Regions from separate parts of the Mus musculus genome. Here region 2 is linked to region 1. A link is a contact called in public promoter capture Hi-C data. All regions are on one chromosome and are shown on one strand. Each heading gives the region's core, a stretch centred on a gene start, on an enhancer-like site or on the middle of the called end of the contact. The rest is flanking DNA. Distances are from core to core; before and after follow the strand shown. Region 1 overlaps Snx7 (sorting nexin 7). Region 2 has its middle 67 kb from the start of Rwdd3.

Region 1 (6,683 bases), core at 1,811-4,310:
TACAAAGCCCCAGGAAATGCAGGCATATCCACCACAGCACTGTTAAGAAATTAACAGATAAAAGAAACCGAGGAATGAAGTGAGGTATATGCATACGAGGATGTATACACTACCGAGAAATAAAAATGATGTCAAACAAGATTAGGATGTTGTGTGCTCCGCTATAGAGAATGGCCGTGCTAGCGTTTCCTCCGATCACGTCTCCGGCGCTCTTCTCGGGTCTGTCTCATTTATTTTTATTATTATTATTATAAGCAGGCAGATTGGAAGGATTTGTAAATCAAAACACAGCTGGCAAGTCTAAATTTAGATCTATCAAGATGAGTGTCCTTCTTTACAAAAGCTTCTTCAAGTCCCAGCTTCTCCAACTCCTTCCACTTGACGCACTTGACGTTGCGTGTTTTTTTGTTTTTTGTTTTTTGTTTTTGTTTTTGTTTGTCTTTTAGCCAGATGTCTCTTGGTGCTCCTGTTTCTCGTGCCTCAGCATTTTCATTCGCATGGCCCTTTCATGCCAGTATTTTGATTTATCACACTTCTCACATTGATTTCTCTTCCCCATCTACTTGTAAAAAGAAAATCGCTGTTTGGGCACAGATGGTAGATGCAATTTAGCATTATCAGAGTATTCATGTTATATTCATGAGTGATCCAGAGTAGCTTGTTAGTAAGGGCTATTAAGAAAGGACACCAACCCCCTCGCCACCAGAGAGGTCATGTCTCATCTTTGGTATTTTATCTTCTGAACATTCAATTACTGACAAGCCCTCCTGGATTTTAAATTTCAGTTGTAGGTTTCATTTATTTCACTTGTAGAATTTAGAAACTAGGAGAGAGACAGGGGCCTGGCCTGGGAACCCAATCAGAGTTGGGGATTAACCTATGAAAAAATTAAAAAACAAACAAACAAATAAAAACAGAGCAAGCAACTTCATCATGTATCTTCCTTCCATGCTTGCCTCCATCCTCCAGTGTTTACTATGTACAAAGGTAAAAGTGGAAACATTGTATTAGTTTGTTAGCGCTGTTGTAACAAATGATGTACAGACTGGGGATGCGGACAAAAGATAATGGTGCATTTCCTAGAGATTGAGGCCAGTAAGTGAAGAGCCTATCCCATGCTCCTCACCTCGGCTTTTTCTATAGCTTTTTCCTTCCTTCCTTCCTTTCTTCCTTTCTTTCTTTCTTCCTTTCTTTCTTTCTTTCTTTCTTTCTTTCTTTCTTTCTTTCTTTCTTTCTTTCTCTCTTTCTCTCTTTCTCTCTCTCTCTCTCTCTTTCTCTCTTTCTCTCTTTCTCTCTTTCTCTCTTTCTCTCTTTCTCTCTCTCTTTCTCTCTTTCTCTCTTTCTCTCTTTCTCTCTTTCTCTCTTTCTTTCTATCTGCTTTTCCCCATTTTACAAAATACCTTTTACAAGAATACCAGTTATATTAAATTAGGTGTCACTTTAATGAACTAATGATTTATTTTTCCTATTGTAATTGTGTGTGGGCTCTTCTGTGTATGGAGGGGTAGGAGGTGTTGGGGGGATGGGGGATGTGGGGTGGGGGTGGGGTGGTTTCCCATGGAAATCAGAGCTTTTGGTTTTCACTGGAGCTAGAGTTACAGGCAGTTGTGAGCCACCTAATGTGGGTACTGGTATCTGGACTCAAATCTACAGGATCACTGCAGGGGCTTGAGGCCAAATGAACACATTTAAACAGGTCTTTAAAGGCCTTGTCAGGGATACTGAGATAGGTAAGGTGTTAAAGTGCATGGATCTTAGTTTGATTCCCCTAAACAAACAAACAAACACCCCAAATAAACAAAACCCAACCAAACAACAACAACAACAAAAACAAACCAAACAAACCATAACCAAAACCAAGATGAAAAGAAACAAACAAAAATCCAGGCTTGGTTACATGCATAGAGCTAGGGAGATAGAGACAGGTAGATACCTAGGCCCCTGGCACTCCCTATTAAACCACCCCCTTTGGGGACCTCTGAGACAAACAGAGATATCTAAAATGAGGTAGACAGCTCCTGAGGGATGACACTTACTCTCCTCTGCTCTCTACATAGTCACACCCTCAAACACATCGGCACCCCCACATAAGTGCATCCACACATATGTGAGCATGCATGAACACACAGAGGCACACAAAGACCTTCAACCTAGGAGTTTAGAGAATTTGGGGGTTTAGGTGGGAGGGCACCGTTGAACTGATAGCAGAAAACAGTTATTGAACCAAGAATAACAACAGGGAAACACGCGTTTTATTTGTAGATGATTTTGCCATTTGTGACATTGATTTCAGAAGTCGCTTGAATGTTTTCTTTAACAGTGGACTGTTGCTTTGGAGTAAATATAGAACACAATGAATTTCTGCAATGTATTTGGCTTTCTTCTTTATTGTATATTCAGATCTTGGTTTTCTTGGTCTTGGGTATGTGTTTTCATTGAATTGGCAGTGAAAAGAGTATTAAATATAATTCAAGTACAGACTTGTCACACAGATCATTTCCCCTCTGCTATCATGTGTGTGTGTGTGGGGGGGGGGATCAAAAAGATGTTTTTTCAATGCTTAAGGGATTAAGGTAGTCTTGAATAACTATAGGTTTCCACATTGGGAGACAAGGAAGAGGAAGAGGGAAGGGGAAAGAGAAGGTGGAGATGAATCCTTTGTTAGAAGAAAACATATGTTAAGGATTCATTTTTCAAACCCACCAACCACAAAAGGTTAAATGGCTTAATTGCTTCTCTGTATCTCATTCCTTTCAGTTATTTATATCAAGGTACATTTTTAAGTAATGTCACCATATTTTCTTTTCTCTTTGTGGGAGAGAACAAATCTAAACCACGTTGGATAGTTGGTTTTATTGAGGTTTTAAGAGTGTTTTTTGAGTGATTCACGGTAATTTAAATCCGTCTACAGAAATCATCCATGCTGCTAAATATTCAGCCTGTAATTTTCTCCCTTTGCTGGATATGGGAGCATATTTTTATGACACTGCGCTGCATGCCTCAGAATTGTGAGCCTTCATAAGCCAGCCCAGATCCTTCCCACGCTACAAAAGGCTGCTTTTGCAGTGGAGAAAATAGAACACAAAATTACTTAGTAGGTAGAAGAAGTGGGCTGTGGTGAGCAGAGCCGTTGGGCACAAGGAAAGCTGGAGCTCAGAATTACATGCAGTGTCAGGGAAATCTCCAGGACACTGGCCTAACCAATTAAACCTCCCCAGTTTAGGAAATTGCTGTTTCCATGGGATGGTTTGTGAGCGAAATTTTTGTATATACCGATGGAATGTTGGCTTGGGAGCTCTGAATTCTCTTCATGGTTTCTTAGGGTTCTGTTGTGTAGCATCCCATATTTTATTTTTAGACAATTATCTTCTTTTTGTCATTGTTGTGAACTTTAAAATTATCTATTTAGCCATCTAACATTGATGAGCTGGAAAATACACACACACACTTCTGTATATGTATATGTGTGTGTGTGTGTGTGTGTGTGTGTGTGTGTATACATACATACATACATACATACATATATATATATATATATATATATATATATGATTAAAATAAAAATAGATGTTAAAAACATACAGAGCATTATTTTGGATCATTTTATTTTTGCACTGGCTGGTTTTGTGTGTCAAATTGACACAGGCTGGAGTTATCACAGAGAAAGGAGCCTCAGTTAAGGAAATGCTTCCACGAGATCCAGCTGTAAGACATTTTCTCAATTAGTGATCAAGGCGGGGTGGAGGGCCTAGCCCATTGTGGGTGGTGCCATCCCTGGCCTGGGAGTCTTGGGTTCTATAAGAAAGCAGGCTGAGCAAGCCAGGGGAAGCAAACCAATAAGTAACATCCCTCCATGGCCTCTATATCAGCTCCTGCTTCCTGCCCTGCTTGAGTTACAGTCCTAACTTCCTTTGGTGATGAACAGCAATGTGGAAGTGTAAGCTGAATAAACCCTTTCCTCCCCAACTTGCTTCTTGGCCATGATGTTTGTGCAGGAATAGAAACCTGTCATCTAGGTACAATTTATTTTATCCTATCATAGAGGTGAAAATTATCTATCTAATTAAACTTTCATTTCAGGGAATTTCTTGTTTCTTTATTTTTGTGTACCCGATTAACCATAAAATGTGAGCCCTTTATTACTTGACTCAAATCATGCCTGGCATGTTTGGTACTTTGGCAGGACTACTCTGCTTCTGTGGTTGTGTTTTGTTTTATTTTAATTTTATATTTTCTATTTCCTCACAGGTGAAAACAAAGTAGAAAAATGGTTAGTTAGTGCCCTCCCTGCCAGTCTCACGATAGCATTGCCAAAGCTAATTATTAAGACTTTAGCTTCATAACTCAATCCTGTTTCTTAATACTATTACATTCAGGAGTAAGGTTCAATTTGTGTTTTAGTAATACTGTATTGAATGTTTGAGAATGCAGATATTCAAAGCAAAGGAATTCTTGAAAGCTTAAGGCATTTTTCATCTTTATTAAGGTAGAATGTATGAGCAATTATGAAAATAAATGTTTAGTATCCATATAAAACTACTTACCAAACAGATCCAACTTCGAGTCCAGAAGTGCTTTTTGGTTTTGCCATATTTTGTTAATATTAATAACATCTCAGAAATCAAGAATTGTTACTGAAGGAGCCCAATGAAGAAGCCAGAGAAATATCCAGGGAGCTGAAGGGAACTGAAGCCCCATAGGAGGAAATCAATATGAACTAACCAGTAACCCCAGAGCTCCTTGGAACTATACCACCAATCAAAGAAAACACATGGTGGAACTTGTGACTCTAGCTATATATGTAGCAGAGGATGGCCTAGTCAGTCATCAATGGGAGGAGAGGCCCTTGGCTCTGTGAAGGCTCTAGGCCCCAGTATAGGGGAATGCCAGGACCAAGAATGGGGAATGGGTGGGTTGGGGATCAGGGGGAGGGGGAGGGGGTAGGGGATTTTCAGAGGGGAAACTAGAAAAGGGGATAACATTTGAAATGTAAATAAAGAAAATATCTAAAAAATTGTTACTGCTTCTTAAGTCATTTTTGTATGAGTGTGTGGGTTATATATTTTTGTGCATATATATGTGTATGTATATATATATATATATGAAAGATTGTGCATTATATGTGTGCATGTGCTTTCACATGGGGGTCAGAGGTCAAAAATGCTTCACTGAACTTGGAATCAATCATTTCAGATAGTATGGCTGGCCAGTAAGCCCAGAGAATCAACTGTGTGTCTGCCTCCCTGGTCCTGAGATTACAGATATGCACCACCACACCTGGTTTTTATGTGGTTCCTGGGGATCTGAACTCACAGCCTTATGCTGTGCAGCAAACCCCTTCCCAACTGAGCAATCTCCCCAGTGTCTGATGTTAACTTTATAAGTGCTTTGTTCCTTAGGATGCCTCCCTGATGGACATGAACTCATTTAGCCCGATGATGCCAACATCCCCTTTGTCGATGATAAACCAGATCAAGTTTGAAGATGGACCAGATTTAAAGGATCTCTTCATTACAGTTGATGCACCTGAGAGCCATGTCACTACAATTGAAACTTTCATCACTTACAGGATCGTAACCAAGGTAACTCCTGAGTGAGCAGAAAGCCATGTGCTCTTTGAGCTTCTGGAAACACTTCTTGATCAGACAGTTCAGTATCACAGAATCTTGTCCATTGACTTTTTTTATGAAAGCCATTTGGGGTAGGAGATTTTGTCTGACATAACTTTACTTGGTTCCTATGAAATTTGATATTTAGATTGACTTTATAAAGTGGCCTTTTTTAGTTGACTTGCTAAGAATAAAAAGATACAGGTTTTTATATAAAAATGACAACTAGCCTGGTGTGGTGGGCCATTCTTTATATCCTAGCACTTGGAGGCTAAGTCAGACAAAACTCTAGTTTAAGGCCACCCTGGCAATGCAGAGTTCAAGGTGAGTCTGGGCTTTGTGAGACACTATCTCAAAAGAAACACTCCAAATAAGTAAATAATTAGATTAATTCCTTTGGACAAGAAGAGTCCTGTGTTCCTAATACAGAGAACAAATCACTAAAACCAGGACAGAGCAACATTTTATACTGATAGTTTTTCTGAGGATTACAAAGTATAACACTGTTTGTTTCTCAGATAGAAGCAAACTGCTGCCACTGTAGTGTGCCTTCGGAATACTTGTTCAACAATACAAAACTGATGTGGAAACCAAGTTTGTCATTCTTTTCACAGAGAAAGCTAATGTCAGAGAAAACAAAACTAAAAATACTCTGTTTCATTAAGTCCACTTTTTTAGGAGTAATTTCTCTCTGCAAGTTAAATGTCTTGTTTTAGGAAGGTTCACCCATCACCAGTGTCACTCTCTATTGCTAGAGAGCATCTCTTCAGATGAGAGGGTTCTGGACTGTGCCACTGCAGTCCCGTCTTTTGGCACAGTTGCCATACTATGGCTCTGTGTTCCTGAAGGTGTGTATATGGAATCTCTTTCCTTGGCTCCTCACTTCCTCCAGTGCAAAGTGCAATCAGTCCCTCTGAGCCAGGTCAAGTGAGCTCAGGTCAGGGCCAGCTCTGCCCACAAGACTCATCGATTCTACCCTTGAGCCCCTTGCCTGTTCAGGTAGAGCTGTTTCTATGCTCTTGATTATTAAAGTTACCTCTTGATCTCATGAATCCGAATATGCATTTCCATCTG
Region 2 (6,683 bases), core at 2,117-4,616, 3.3 Mb before region 1:
GATAAGTAGCAGAGCATGGAGAATAGTTTACTTAGTAACTTTCTGGGTTGAAAATGTATTGTCAAAAATTATCCTAAAAGTAAAAATTACCTACAATTCTTTACCAAATCAATAGCCCTTATTTTGATAAACCTCCCACAGAGATGAAGACCACTTAGATCTGCAGTTCTTTTGTGGGTTGGTACCGCTTTGGGAGTTGAATGGCCCTTTCATAAGGGTTGCATATCAGATATCCTACATATTGGATATTTACATTACGGCTCACAACAGTAGCAAAATTACAGTTATGTAGCAGCAATAAAAATAATGTTATGATTCGGGGGTCACCACAACATGAGGAACTGTATTAAAGTGTGGCAACATTAGGAAGGTTGAGAACCACTGCCTTAAGATGATGCTACATTCAGTTACAGCACTCAGCCATGCAACCGGGAGGACCATGAGTTCTCCATCAAAGAGGCCTTGACAAGCGGGTGTCAAACACATGCTCAAGTGATCTTGCTTGGAAAGGCCCCGGCGGATAGAAGGTCCCCAGTCAATATTTCCTCAGTGGTTAAACTGAAGAAGCAGCTGGGTGCTTTTAAAAGGGAGGGTTTTGATGCTAGTGGCAAAAGCCAAACTCACGTGTTAAGGAACCCACAGTGTAGAGGATACGTGAGTTAGTGTGTGAGCAGCTCAGGTCTTACATCTAGCTCAGCCTCTGCTGCAAACTTTGGTCTGTGGTCAAGTTGGTGGAGGCTGGGGTGAGGTCAGCCGCCTCTCTGTAAAGGGAAGCATGGTTTGTGGTTAACAAAAGGTGATTTTCTTTTTCATGCTTAGTCTTATGCAGAGGTGTAGTATACACAGCAGGGAAAAAGAGACCCTCCGGGCAGGGTTCCTGAAACGGCCTCGCTCTAGTTTGCTTTGCCACCCTGTGGTCCCTACAGCAGAGCTTTTAAAGTGCTTGGCCTTAATGATCTGTTAGGTCCCTTTCCAGCTGTGACCGCCAAGGACAGTGTTAATAATCAGTGTTACAAGGATCTGTCTGGAGGCCTGTGGAGGACACTTGAGGACATCTTTTCGGAAGCACATCTTATGAGTGTCATCTTGTCCCTCAAGCAGACTTGTCCTTGGTCCTTGTCTCCAACTCAGCCCTGCCACAATCTGTGCGCTCTCCTGAACTTTGAGCTTGGTAACTGCCAAACCCTCCTCACTCATGGTCCACATCCAATAAGCCACCAGTTCTTCTCAGAAACTTAGCAGCCAGCCTTGTTTTCAGTCCCAGAGCTCAGGCTCTCCTTTCCTGCTTTGGGCAGTACCACAAGCTGTGTCTGTTCCTCCTGGATATGTCACTCCACTCCTCTGCATAGTGTCTCCCAGGGTTCCTAGAACTAGCCCAGTCTCCCCTGGACAGCAGCGAGTGCTCTCCCATGGGAGCCTCATCCAACTTCCCAGCCTCCACCTCTGTTCCAGAGAGATCAAGCCGCCTCTGGCTCTTTGGCATACAGTTCTTTGAGTGTCTTTTATCCTATGTGCTTGGGACCAGAAGTCTTTGAGATTTTGGAGTTTGTTTTTGGATTTTGTAATATTTGTATAGATTCTCCTAGTTAGGTATGACTAATCTGAAAAGCGCCCGAACCCAAGCTGCTTTAAAATCCGATTCGAGTCTTGTTGGTGCTCAACACCTCTCAGATTTCAGAGCAGTTTGGCTTGTGAATTTTTAGATTCAGGGTGGTCAACTTGTATCATGTAGTTTTATATTTTCATTTCTTGGGCCATGGTGATTTTCCTCTGTAGCTCTCTTTTGCCTCAGCTTTCAAAGTGCTGGAATTACAGACCTAAGCCATCATTTGTAGCTCTAATTTATAACATTTCTTTAATCTCTGTAGAAAGCCTGTGATGACCCTTGGCTAAGATAAAGGCCCCACTTTGCTAGGTGTAAAAGTGAAAATACTTTCACTATTCTCATGTAGTAAGTGCTGTCTCTGATGTTAACTGTCTCCATTTTGTAATGTAGGCCTAGCCCTGGAAGCTTCTAGGCTCTGTACAATCTAGTCTAGGTCTAGAATGTTTTCAGCTTCTGAGACTTACTGCTGAGTAAGCTCATGTATTCTAGTTCTTTCTCCTTGTGAGTTCCAGGCCAGCCTGGTCTACAGGGTGAGTTTCAGGACAACCCGTAGCTAAGGCTACACAGAGAAATCCTGTCTTGAAAAACAAACAAATAACTCCCGTACAAAAATAAAACAAACAAACAAACAAACAAACCAAAAAAACCCCCCAAATAAAAAAACCCAAACCCCAAACCAAAGCCAACCCAAAACCCAACTAGCCAACCAACCAGCCAACCAAAAGAACAACCAACCAATCAAACAAAAGCAAAAACAGAAAGAAAGAAAAGAAAAAAATGAGATAAAAATAAAAATACAACTTGATTTGGACATTTACTCATTCTGAGGTTGCTCCTTTGTCCTAACACGGGCGCCTGGTGTGGTGAATACCCTGTTTCCTGATGCTGGCAGACTTGGGAATCCCTCAGTAAAGCAGTCTTCCCCATGATGATGTTATCTGTTTCTTGCCTAGCAGCAAGATAAGTATATCACGGACAGAGCACCTTCTGGGTGATCCTGCTCCAAAGGCACAGAGCCTAGCAACCCCCCTGCCGGCCTGCTAAGAAAAAGCTGACATCAGAGAAAGCAGAGCTCGACTTGAGTCCCTTGGCCTGACTCCTTTTTGGAGTGCACACTTAATTCTGGGTGAGGCTTACAAAGTGCAGTATTTTCTCCAGCCTTTGGACAACCTAAGGCTGCTCACACGGTGGGAGAAAGGACAGCCACTGCCTCTCTGACAAACATTTGGGGCTGTTGTATTATACCTTGCTCGCTAGCTAGATGAGGCGGGACAGTGACTGGTGTGTTTTTGGAGCTCTGACCCAGAGAGATTCCTCCTTTGTCACTTTATGCGGCTTATTATGTTAAGTGACAGAGTTGAGTCTATAACAACGTAAGCAAGATAAAATAGTGGTTCTCTAGCCACCCCACCCCTCATCTCCCCGTGTGAAGTCTCTTCCTTTTAACCACTCCGCAGCAGCAGTCATTATTACAGAGCAGTTATTTATTGGTCTTCACGCGTAAAATGAATGAGAGCTTTGCTAGATGTTTGTTGTTTAGAATGTATACATATTTTCAAGACTTTAGCTCCTGACACCGGCCGAAATTGCCATTATGAAGCTCTGATTTTGTACAACGGGATGGTGCTGTGGTCCCTGCCTCGCGGGAAGCTGGTCCGCTGTACATACACTTTCATTTTGCTGACTCGATGGAGCCTCTCCAGTGTGTACAGGCTGAAGCAGCCCCCAAGTTCCAGCAGGGGGTGCTGTTGAACTTCTGAAAAAGACCGTAGTTGGGAGCGGAAGGTGGGAAGCGGTGAATGTGGAGGGAGGCATGGGGCTGGTTGTGGGGAGGGGGGCGGGGGGTGGGTGGAAAAAAAAATCTTGGATGCGAAGCTGACATTTCTGTCTGAGGTGAGGCATGCTTTGCTGATGCCACACATGGAATGTTTCGGAAGTGTCAGTAATAAATACTTCTATCAGGAATCTTCATATTCCACACAGCTCTGCTTATCGTACCCCAAGGAGACTCCTACAAAGACATAGCTGTCAGGGGCTAATTTGGGATCTGAAAGCTATGGTGGTTGTCAGGCATCTTTCCCCGTGTGTGATATTTATCTCCTCTCACAAACAAACTGAGTGCAGGGTTTTTAATTAATTTCCAAGTGTCTCCCATGGTAATTTTCCCTCTAATATATTAATACAATGATTTAAGCCTTCATTCAGGAGCAGACTTTCGGCTGAAAATCACCAAAGGCTTAGATGGTGTTTAGTGTTATCAATAAGGTACACGTTCGTTGGTTTGCAGGGAATCAATAAAGTAGCCCTTCCCTCCTTTTTATTTTTAGAAGCATCAATGGGGTTTTTATCTCTTTTAAGTATATTAAGGAAATCATGGCCCTGCTGATTTTAGTTTTCTCCTTCTGATTGGAGGGAGCTCTCAGGCTGCTTCTCTTTATTGTTTATGGAAGATGTGCGTCAGGCAAAGTCTTGATTTGGTGACGAACAGATGAATTTTAAAAAGTGTTTCCCCTTCAGAAAAACTTGATTTTTTTTTTTTTTTTAAGAGAAAAAGTCCCAGAAGAAGAACACAGAAAGGGTCACACTTTGAAAGCAGTTAAAGTCAGGTAGCTGAAGAGCAAGTGAACTAACCTTTTCCCTGCCCCATACCCCTCTCAGTACAAAGCATGAAATACAAATACTAGCAAATTGAAGGTTTACTATTTGTTTCTCAAACAGTGTAGTTCACAAAACAAATGGGTGTGTGCTAATTGGCCAGATTTAAACATTTCACATTGGATATATATATAAATCTATATTCTCTAAAACATGCTGTATATAATACAGTTTTATCTGACAATTAAAATAAAATACATTTGAGAGGGAAAAATCCAACGAAAATGAAAGTGACATTTTGCATGGAAGCCACATTCAGAGTTTTATTTATTTTTTTTTTTAAAGAATTCTTATGTCTCTATTTAATAGTGTTATACTCTTGGCTCAAAGGTTGCCTCAAATTTCATAAGGATTTTTCCCCTTCAATTCACCTTTAGCATATTTGATTACTGGGGTGATAGGGCAGTTCTTGGACTATTTATCTTTCTCTAAAAACAGCATCCAAAAATCATTGGAAAAATTGCTGCAATCAAAGGAAATCCCCAGAATTTATATAGGGATTTTAATTATCTGTAATTAAAGTTTAAATTCTTAGAAATTCGGGAAACTCAGTCTTATAGGTCTGGAGATTAAATGTGTCATATTTTTTTTCCTGTGTGAGCGTTTCATTCTTTCCCTTGCCAACCTGTCACGTGAACATTTCCCCTAGATCCATTAGGCAAATTTAATAACCAAATATCTTTCTTGTGAGAAACGAGTTTTTAAAGTTCAGCATGCCCTGTGAATAATTTGTATCCCCTCCACCCACCCTGCCCCCTTCCCGGCCTGCGTGGTTGTTGTACGTAAGTGCCTCAAAAATCAACCTTTTAAGCACAGATTGATCCTGGCAGCTCTTATTTTATGTGATTTCCAAGGATCGGTCTAGAAATGCTTCTTAATTGAAATAGTTCTCCTCCTTTGGCTTTTATTTTATTGTCCTTCCCTTCTTGACATCTTGTACATCACATCAGAAGCTATTTTAGACACACGAAATGACAGCTTTCTCAGACCCGACTGTGGGTCCTGATAGACCTGCGCTTCTTCAAGCAGGCAAGTTGCAGGCGCCGGCTTCAGAGATGCTTTCCCCGGCATGATGGGCGAGTCACCTAGAAACGCAACCTAAACTGCAGGTTAATCATCTCGCACTGGCTGATGTCAATTCTCCCCTGCCCTGCATCCTACCAAAGAGCAGGAAAGCCAAGAACTATTTTCTCTTCGCTATTTAATTTAACAGAATCTGGGCTCAACTTTAGTTGGAAATTATATTTCCTCTCGGCTGGGATGGAAAGGCTACTGTAATTTAGTAGTGCGTTGTAAAGAAAAACCGAAGCAACCTCTCGGCATCCTTTCTCCTCAGTTGTATCTTTCCCTGGGTGGGAGAGCACACAAAGTGGTTACCGTGTGGCTCAGGCATGCACAGATAACGCACGTGTTACAGAGGCTGAAGGAGTACGCTCTGTGATGTTTTGGAGTTAGAGAAGGGTTATTTGGGAAAAATGTATTTATATCACTAGATTTTTTTTTTTAAAAAGGAAGCAGGATATGAAAATATTGTTCGCAGGAACAAACAGTTCAGCAGATCAGACCTGTCCTCGCTAGAGGTAGAGAGCAAACACATCTCATAATGAGATGGGTAACAAGATGAATATTGTACATTTGTTTTTCGGTTCTACCCAAGTCTTTGTAACTTTACAATGTAAGATTCAGAAATTGGAGCCAATTACCATAATATGTGGTGGTTTGGTGGGAACATGTTCTACATCAGACAGTTAAAAGGGTTTACTGCTATTAGGAGCATGTTAATGCCTTGATAATGTCTCTCCTTGCTTTGTAATGTCTCTTGCTGAAGTATAGAATTCTTTTATCTTCTTATTACATTATGCAAAAACTTGAATTGAAAAGATATTTGCAGGAACATTTAAAGTAGTGCATCAATCAGCTTCAAAGAAGAGAAAATGTTCTCAGAATAGCTTATAAAAGGATAACTGTCACTTTTATTTTGGGTGAACAAAGGCGACCACGCAGAAAGCACTTTATTGTAAAAGCACACGGTGTGATTCAATAAATATGCCGTATAAATATAAAAGAGAAGAAAGTTCATAATTATCTTATGACTTAAGCGTAATTTAAGTAATACTTTTAAAATGCAGCCGGCAACGAAGTACTCTCGCTACCGGGTCCTGAGTTCTAGCCTGGGCGTCCCCGTGAGGTGATAACTGTCTTCGCTAACATCGGGTTTGAATGGATTAGTCATGTTCTGTTTTAATACTTCTCAGAATGACACAGAAAGGAACATGTGGGGAGAGCATTAGCAAAAATCTTAACAACCACTTAACGGCGTAAGCTCTGCAAAATGGGTGTCCTTATGTGCGCGTTATTCAGTTGTTGCTCTTCTTGTGGCTGCTGCTAAGGTAGCTGTGGGTTTGTGTTTTACTGTGTTGTG

What was found. Promoter capture Hi-C pulls out the DNA fragments that hold promoters and counts their contacts.
Region 2: a promoter capture Hi-C map of hippocampal neurons shows a contact between it and region 1, with 2.7 times the contacts expected there. The contact joins two enhancer-like sites. A contact is called at or near these places in 3 of 39 promoter capture datasets (cranial neural crest, hippocampal neurons and maxillary cranial neural crest) and 1 of 484 Hi-C or Micro-C datasets (cerebral cortex).

The regions. Positions count from the first base shown.
Region 1 is chr3:117,845,413-117,852,095 of GRCm38.p6, reverse strand. It overlaps Snx7 (sorting nexin 7), which reads left to right. Exons shown (of 9, transcript NM_029655.3): 2 at 5,400-5,582. Among named protein-coding and RNA genes, the nearest start is that of Gm52614, 7.1 kb to the left of the region's middle. Within about 2 kb of position 3,060, at least 31 of the 459 cell types and tissues checked have an H3K27ac peak or open chromatin away from gene starts, as enhancers often do. A contact at or near this core is called in hippocampal neurons, where this site is marked.
Region 2 is chr3:121,101,679-121,108,361 of GRCm38.p6, reverse strand. No RefSeq gene overlaps it. Among named protein-coding and RNA genes, the nearest start is that of Rwdd3, 67 kb to the left of the region's middle. Within about 2 kb of position 3,366, at least 21 of the 459 cell types and tissues checked have an H3K27ac peak or open chromatin away from gene starts, as enhancers often do. A contact at or near this core is called in hippocampal neurons, where this site is marked.